2 separate regions of the Arachis hypogaea genome follow, and region 2 is linked to region 1. A link is a contact called in public Hi-C data. All regions are on one chromosome and are shown on one strand. Each heading gives the region's core, a stretch centred on a gene start, on an enhancer-like site or on the middle of the called end of the contact. The rest is flanking DNA. Distances are from core to core; before and after follow the strand shown.

Region 1 (4,346 bases), core at 633-3,132:
CATAGTTCTAGGATTATATGCAATCCAACCTTTTTGTGGTTTCTTGTGTGCAAAAAGTGTCCATGGTTCAGTTTGAATAGCTGTACTGATCTCCTCTGATTGTGCAACAACACTAATGATATCTGAAGATACTTTTCTCTTTTCTCTAGAAGGCTTACAACCTGGCAATAAACACACGTATAAGATTAATTGAAAGTTGAATTACTCACACCTGAACCAAAACTGAAAAGTTAGAAAATAAAAGGCATTAAGAACTCAAAAAATAAACACTAAGTTATGTTCAAAGTTATATTCTACCAGACAACCTGAAACATCATCTGATTTCACTGACAACTTCTTCTTGTTTGCCACCTTGACAGTTTTCTTTGCAGATCTGGATTGCTTTAATCTTCTATCATTGACATCATCAACAGGGTCTTCATCAAATACCTTCTTAGTTGTCACTTCCATAGATGTATTTTCTGAAGCAGCTAAGAGTCTTTTCTCATGTTCTTCTCGTGCTTGAGGATCTAGCTCTGCTCATGAAGAAACGTGTTAACCATTGGAATTATACAAGTTTTTCAAGAGAGACATCAAGCTTAATGAGCATAATAATTGATGACTTTGATAGAAAGAAACTCTTAATTTCCTTATGTTCCCAGATACAATAAAAGTTCACATTACTAAGAGAACAGTATACAGTACCGCAAGAGTCATTATTGTCCATGAAACTCTTCAAGGCAGACAAAAGATCATCTTTACGACCTTTAGCGGGGACCTTTATACTCCTGATAAATATAAAAACCATTCCTGAGATATAATCCAAACAATATTGTTTTAGAACTAAAAAGCAACTGCTGGCTGAAAAAGGACCTATAATCTTACCTCAATGTTTTCCGTAGTTCCTCAACAGTCAATGTGTCCATTTTGGCCGGGTCATTCCTTAACCTCTCAATCTCAATGGAATGGCTGTTAACATCACTTTCCTACATTACCAATATCGACTTAAACCAAATAACCAATAATAAAAAAGGGTTAATGTAAGAGAGAATACAAAAACACAAAGTAGTATTAAGATAATGATAAATATTTACATTCTCCCGGGATGCATTTAATGTGTGTTCTATAAACATTTACTATCACTCACTCTTGATATCTATAGGACAACTGCATTAACACAGGGTCTGGAAAAAGGCCGCACTCAAAGAGCGTAACATAGGCAGCCTAGGCTAATAACCATGGCTTGAACACCTTGAGATCAAATGGAAATAACTCAACTATTGTTCCAAGCTTATATATATATACTGGTAAATGTTTCAGGGCACAAGTTAAATGTGCTACAGGAGAATGCAAGTATCTCTACTAAGCACAGAACCCTATAAGAATCAATTAAACCTTTGCAATATACTTTTTGGAAACTGGACTTGCTTCCAACCCCTTAAGCTTCTTATCTTTCTTGTTCTCAACAACTGGTAAAACAGGTTCTGATGAATTCGAAAAACGTCTTTTAGACCTCATTGCTTTCACAGTAGGAGAAACCAATGTCTTCGTATTCAAATGCTTCTGAATCACTGCAAAACTACAATATTCAGTTCAGAAAACCTAGATAGCTTACGATTAGAGTAAAATGCTGGAAACTAGGGACATTCAAAATAATATATTTCCGATTGAAAAGTTAAATGCAAAGATATAGGATATGGAAAATGAAGCGACGCAGAAACAGAAAACAAACCTGTTGAGATTGGTAGAGGTTGTAGACAGGAATTGCAAGAATTGTTTCATATCAGGTCTTTGTATCGAACCGAGAAAGATAGAAGGGGAACCACCAAAAAAGCTGAGAAATGAGAACGCAAAGGCCTGAAGTACGAAAAGTCGAAAACAGTGGCAAAGCTATGTATGATTAACGAGAAGATAACCCTTTATTTTAATTTTTTTTTTTTATTAATTAGCCATTTTGGATTAAGGCTATGTTTTTTTTTTTTTTGGATTAAGGCTATGTTTGATAGAGAGGAAAGAAATAGAGAGAAAAGAAAGGAAAGAAAAGAAATTGAGTGAATTTTTATTTTGTTTAGATGTGTTTGAATGGAAGGAAAATAAGAAGGAAAGAAATGTTATAAAAAGATAATTTTATCCCTATATTATAAAATATATTGAAAATAGAGAGAAAAATATTAGTTTTCTCTTTATTTTCTTTCCAATATTGGAAGGAAAAAATTAGTGGGTCCCACCAATTTTTTTCCATTTATTTTCTTTTTTTTCTAATTTTTCTTTTCAACCAAACAAAGGAAAATAATCATTTTCCTTCCCATTTAAAATAAATGTGGTAAAATAAATTTTAAAAAAATAAATATAAAATAAATAAGTGTAAATAAAGAATTATAGGATTAATATTCACTAATATTATTATCTCAATATAATTGAGATAATTTATATATATATATATTCACTCTTTCATATGTTGATGAGCGTACATGTATACGACATACGGGAGACGAGTGGAGGTCTCACCCTCCTCCCCCAGCTTTTTTTTTTTTAAATTAATAGTAATAAGTTATTAAGTATGATTTAATTTTTTTAAAAATTTATTTAATATTTAATCTAGTATAAATAAAAGCCCAGTCCAACTTAAATATTAATGATTTTTAATATCTAAAATGTAAGTAATAATATTTAAAAAATCTAAAAAAGATATTATTACTAATTTTTTTAATCAAATAAAATTTTTCAAATCCTATAAAGTGGATTCTTTTTCTTTTTGTGACTGTCTTTCTTGATTCATTTGGTATTAATTCTCTCTGTTTCAACTGGTACAACTGAAAGATCTTTTTTAGTTATGAATATTGTGAAGAATGACTCAGAAATAAAATGAAAGATGAATTTCTTGCACTTGTCTTTTAATTATACTGAAAAGAAAATTGCTGAAAATTTTGACACATATTCTATTATCGATGAATTTTATGATACGAAGAATCGACCACTTCATTAGTAAAAAGTACACACATATTTTTTGCACTTTAAAAAATATATTCTCTATCAGTATATTTTTGTGATACATCTTACATTATATAATTTTTTGCATAATTTTTTAATATTATATATGTTATTGACCCCATAATAATATTTCTAGATTGGTCCTGCATGTATAGAGAGAAGTATTTTATGCTAGTATTGTGTATATTGTCTCAAACCATGTTATTCTATTTATATGCGTATAAAAGTCATTATTTTCAAACTTCATTAAATTCAATCTACCTTAATAATGATCCTTCCACTATTAAAAAATTGAACAGTTGATATTGTGAAAGAAATCATACATTATTAAATGGACATCTATATTACAATACTCTCCTTTGGATGTCAATTTAGAATTATGTCTCATTAAAATTTTACTAAAGAAAATCTAATAAAAAAAATTTTAGGGAAAAAAAATGAGTACAATATCTTTTGTAATGAAGATTACTTTGTTAAACACATTGTCAAGAAAAATTCAATAGGGACAAAAACTTGACCAAAAAAAAAAATATAGCCTCCCACTCTTATCACATTATTTAATATCTCAAAATCGATACACCCCAGTTTGATGTACCAATCTTTCAAAAAAAAATTTGAAAATAACTTTGTAAATAATAATAAAACCTAAAGAGTACGCAAGAAATAAGCAATATGCATTTCTTGATTGAATAAATTACAAAGGCAACGTTAAATATATAGGCTAAAATTGTAACCAAATTAATTCTATTGGGCTGAATTTATGGGTCGGTGTGAGACTTTTTTGTTGTTGTCATGAGTTAAGGTGAAAGAGTATTTTAAACGGGCCGCAAGATGGAGGATGAAAGATGTCTCGAACCAAACGACAATCAACCTCTAAATATTTTGTCCGTTTATGAAAAACTGGATTAGCAGCAATATGAAGGGTACTCTAATTATCACAATATAAAACTGGTGGACAGATAAGAGAGGTGCGTAAAAATTGTAACACATTTAGTATCCATTGAAGTTTACAAGTTGTGTTGCCAAGTGCACAATATTCTGCTTCAGCGGATGAGCGGGCAACGGTGGTTTGTTTCTTGGTCTTCCAAGAGATTAAAGAGCTACCCAAGAAGAAACAATAACCTGTTAAAGATTACCGAGTGTCAGGACATCCGACCCAATCAAAGTCACTAAAGTCGAGAAGCTGAATTTCTGATTCTCTTGGGAAAACAAAGTCCTTTGTCAGGGCTAGTTTTCAAATATCGTAACACACGCTTCGATGAGAGTCAGTAGGAGATACTATAAATTGACTTAATTGTTGAGTGGAATACATGATATCTGGTTGGGACGTGGTGAGATAGATACGACACCCAACTAAACGGAGATAAATAAAAAAG
Region 2 (4,601 bases), core at 852-3,351, 220 kb before region 1:
CTACCTTGATCCGATCGGTCGATTTTTGGCCGGTTCAACAATTTGTCTCCGCTTTTAGAATAGCGGTGTTTGCTATTAAATCAAACCATAAAATCTATCGGTTCGCAGTTGGATTAGTCCGACCGACTAATTCGGTCTAATTTTCAGAACCATGGCTTCGACCAACATATTTATTTGGCCCATAGAAAAAAATACACTTATACACAGACTCAATGTTAATTTGGATTAGTTTATTTGAGTAAAAAACTTATTTTTTATTAAAAATAAAATATTTTTATTAAATTTTAAATACGTTTAAATATATTTTTTTTAAAAATACTTTTATTGAAAAAATAAATTATATATTTTTTAAAAATCAATAATACTTTACTTTAAAAAAATGATTTTAATATTTAAAAACTCTTTTAAAAAATCAATCCAAATTAATATTTTATTTGGCCAGTGCATTTTTTACTAGTTCTAAATATGTTTAATTATTTTATTAGTTTCTATAGTTTTATCAAATTTATAATTATATTTTTATATTTTTTTTAATTGAATTTTTATACTGTTTTAATTTTGTAATTAGATTTTTTAATGTAAAAAATATTAAAATTAATAAAAAAATTAAAAAAATTATAATTAAAGATTTAATTAAATTTTTTATTATAAATATATTTAATTTTAAAAAAATATTTAATTAACTCTAATATTTTTTATAATAAAAAAATTTAATTACAAAATTAAAAATATTATAAAAATTTAATTAAAAATAAATATAAAAATTTAATTACAAATTTAGTGAAATAATGAAAACAAGAAACTAATTTAACCTTTCAAATATTATTGACTGTGGTTAAGACAGGCTATGGGCGGCACACTGCTCCCACCAAGGACCAAAGATCAATTTTCGCTTTTATCAAAATACGGACATTTTTTTTATTTATTATATTCGTATATCGAACATATCTTAGATATAATATTTGTTGATTTTTGTCTTTGTGTATAATAATGTCTTAATAAGAATAAAAATATTTTTTTCGAACATATTTGAATATATCTAAATATCATCACATATCTAACTTTATTTTTAATATTATCAGGGACGGACTTACTTACAAGTATGTGGGACAATTACCCCATTAGACTTTTATAAACAAATAATAAGTATACACATAAGTATCAAATGCCTCCTTAAAATAATGAGTTTTCCCCCATATTTAATTTTTTTAAAATATATGTGTGAAAAATTTAGGTTATTAATTAATAACACAATCATAAAAATTATTGAATTATATAAATTTAATCTTTTTATATTAGAAAAATAAATATACTTGATTAAATAGTAATAATAATTTAATTAATTAATTATCCAAAATCAAATTTAGTTTCTCAAATAAAAATGAGACTGTTAGTATTTAATAGTTTTTAATTAATTTGAGATAATATATATTATATATCATTTATTTATTTTTACTATTTATTTAATTTAATTTTGGTATTATGTATAATAATTATTTTCATCAAAAAAACTTTTACCATAAATATTATAGAGTGTCAATTGTGCAATTAAATGGCAAAAAATATTTGAATAATTACTTAATAGAAAAATAAATATTATTTATATTTATATGAAAAAAATATGATTGTTTGAGCTAAATTTTTATTTTTTCGTAATTATTTTTGTGTTTTTTCTTTAATTTTATATCTATATATATTTTTTTGTAGATTTTTTAATTATTGAGCTATAATTTTTTTGTATTATATAAAAAATAATTAATAAAATATGAGTTGATGGATATAGAGGATATTTGACGAAAAATATTTTTAAATTAATATATTTTTTGATGTGTTAATTAAATTATTTAAAATTTAACTAATATATTTTAAATTTTCAATATCTAAATATATTTATGTTAAATTTTTTTATTTTTATATATTATTTTTGCCCCCACTATTAAAATTTTTTGGATTTGTTACTGAGTATTATTGAAATGAGTTTATAAATAATATATATTATTAATTATTAAAATAAAAATTTATATTTTAATATTAATAAAATATTAAAATAATATTATAATTTATCTAATATATATATATGCGTGTGTCTATCTATGTTTTACAAGAATTTTAAATTGACGTGCTTCCGGCATGCGAATTTATGTGCTTGTGTGCTTGTGCCTAGATGTGTGAGACAAAAAAAGATAAAAAAAACATTATAGGTGGATAAGTTTATCCTTATATCCAACACCACCACCAGCTGTAGCTAGTTGCTAGCAGCAAAGAAGCACATCCAATTTGTGTCTTCTTGTTTGCCCATCCAACCTCTTGTTCTATCCTCTTCCTCTCATAACCGCACGACCCTTACCCTCCTTCCCTTTCTCTGGGGCTTGCGGTAGTGGTTGACGGAGGGAGGTATAGCGGCGGTGAATCCCACTAATTTCAAATCCGAATCTGCTTCAAACTGAAACCTCAGTTAACGGTTATGGCAACTGTGGCCTCTGAAGCCGCATTTCTTAGAACAGCTCACGACGTTGCATCCTCTTTCTATTCAAAACGGCAGCACCATTCTCTGGTGACGACGAATAAGAAGCCACATGCTGAGCTTCTGTTTTGTTCTTCCAGAATTAGAGCTTGTCACTCCATGCCTGACAACAAGGATGTCTACAAACAAGTAGGTCTGTTCTTTTCTTCTTTTGATGTTTACTGTGAGAATGCAGCGATTTTAGTTGTTGAAAATTCAATGTGCTTTCGCTCCATGTCTGGTATTGTTATGAGAGGTCATGCATTTCGTTTCTCCCATTCTAAATTCCATTAAGGCTTTGGGTTATATCAAATGCAAATAATCACTTGCTTCTTATAAGTGTTTGAACAGTTGAATGCTCTTCTATAAATCTGATGAGCTAGATTGAAGTCAATGTCAAACTATAAATCTTGGTAGCGTAATGGCTGTTATAACTAATAAATTACTTATTAAATTTTCAATTATTCATGACAGTTATTTCAATATGATCAGGTTTATTTTCTCTAAGAAGGAAAATTGAAGATGCTATTCTTCGTGCTGAGATGTTCACATCAACAGCCTTAGAAATCGAAGAAGCCAAGCGAACTAAGCACGAAGAAATTCTACGTGCTTTTGATATGTGGGATGATCCAGCTAAATCCAATGAAATTCTTGTCAAGCTGGCTAATAGCATCAAAGTGGTTGATTCTCTTAAGGATTTAAGATACATGGTAAGGTTATTTATTTATCTTTTACTCCATGATGGTGTGAGGATTGTTTTGGCCAGTAAAACAGTCTTGCGGATTCTGGTAAGCTGTACAAAAGCATGAGAGTGTGGCAGTAACATCAAACAAAAAATCATGCAGAGAAGTTTCATACATATGACATCTACTTAGATAGCTGTGCTATAAAGCAAATTTTCACCCAAAGTAGTGTAACGAAAAAAGAAAAAAGGAAAAGAGGAATTACTTCATAGTTTTATCACTTGAAGCCATTTAAAATTTAGAAGTGGATTTGAGTTTCTTGCTGCTTCTTCCACCACACCTCTTAAAAAGTGATGAAGCTTCTTTCATTAAATTCCTTATCCTCAAAAGGTTAGCCAGAATTTTTCTTCCAATATGATTATAATTAATAACTTTTTATGAACCTATGGCTCAAGAAGTAGATTTCTATAACCTTTGTCACTCGGTCGCTCCAATTTATTTTCAACATCTTTTGAATTTCATCAAATTTGAAAAGAAAGTGATAATTGTTCTAAGTCTTGCTCCTGCAGGTAGAGGAAGCCAAGTTGATCAAGCACTTAGCTGAGGTGAATGCTATTGATTACGGGCTCTACAAACAAGCATATGATGCATCTTTGGGTGCAAGTAAGATTTTGGATCAATATGAGATGTCTAAGCTTCTTAAGGGACCATTTGACCTGTCGGGAGCTTGTTTGATTATAAAAGCTGGAACTGGAGGCATCTATCCTAAGGTTTGATGAATGTAATATTTGAACTTCATTATGTGATTCTTTGGACTTATAACTTGTGAACTTGATTTATATTTGTTGAATTTTGTTAATACACTTGGTGAAAACTAAACCCGAATTATGATGCACTTCAAAATTGTTTTTCACTTTAGCAATTTTTCACGATCCAAATCAAATAGTCTCTTCTCATGATTTGCTTTGTTTCAAATCTTTATATAATTGTTTCCAAATGCAAATGAATCAAGAGGGCTTTGTTAAGTTGTCAATAAATAACTCATTATAAAACTTTGTCATATCTAATAACATGGGCATTGATGCTAAGGTTTGAAAGATGATTTACAGTAGGATATTATCATGTTGTTTGGTCCATATTATTTGATCCCAACTTTACCCAGTAGGACAAAGCTTAATTGTTGTAATTATAAATCAAATATTTCTTAACAGGTAAACATTTTGAACTAAAATATCATAGTTGTTCTCCTCTTAGAAAGGAGTTGTTTTTTCTTTGGCAATTGAAATTTTAATTTACTTGCACTGCCAGTAAAACCCTACTCATTCATTACATTCATTTCTTTTTTATCCTGTGTGTTTGTTTGCGTGTGTGTGTGTGTGTGTATGTTTTATCAGTACATGGTTGCTTCCAATGGT

Evidence for each region. Hi-C and Micro-C count contacts between places; a contact is called where the count stands out from the background.
Region 2: a Hi-C map of leaf shows a contact between it and region 1, with 3 times the contacts expected there. The contact joins the promoter of LOC112727559 here to the promoter of LOC112727557 in region 1. A contact is called at or near these places in 2 of 8 Hi-C or Micro-C datasets (both in leaf).

The regions. Positions count from the first base shown.
Region 1 is chr12:77,361,449-77,365,794 of arahy.Tifrunner.gnm2.J5K5, reverse strand. It overlaps LOC112727557 (DNA-(apurinic or apyrimidinic site) endonuclease, chloroplastic), which reads right to left and starts at 1,882. Exons shown (of 12, transcript XM_025777353.3): 1 at 1,712-1,882; 2 at 1,375-1,558; 3 at 865-965; 4 at 685-767; 5 at 306-515; 6 at 1-161. The coding sequence starts at 1,761.
Region 2 is chr12:77,579,372-77,583,972 of arahy.Tifrunner.gnm2.J5K5, reverse strand. LOC112727559 (peptide chain release factor PrfB3, chloroplastic) reads left to right here and starts at 2,101. Exons shown (of 6, transcript XM_025777358.3): 1 at 2,101-2,653; 2 at 2,996-3,213; 3 at 3,756-3,956. The coding sequence starts at 3,046.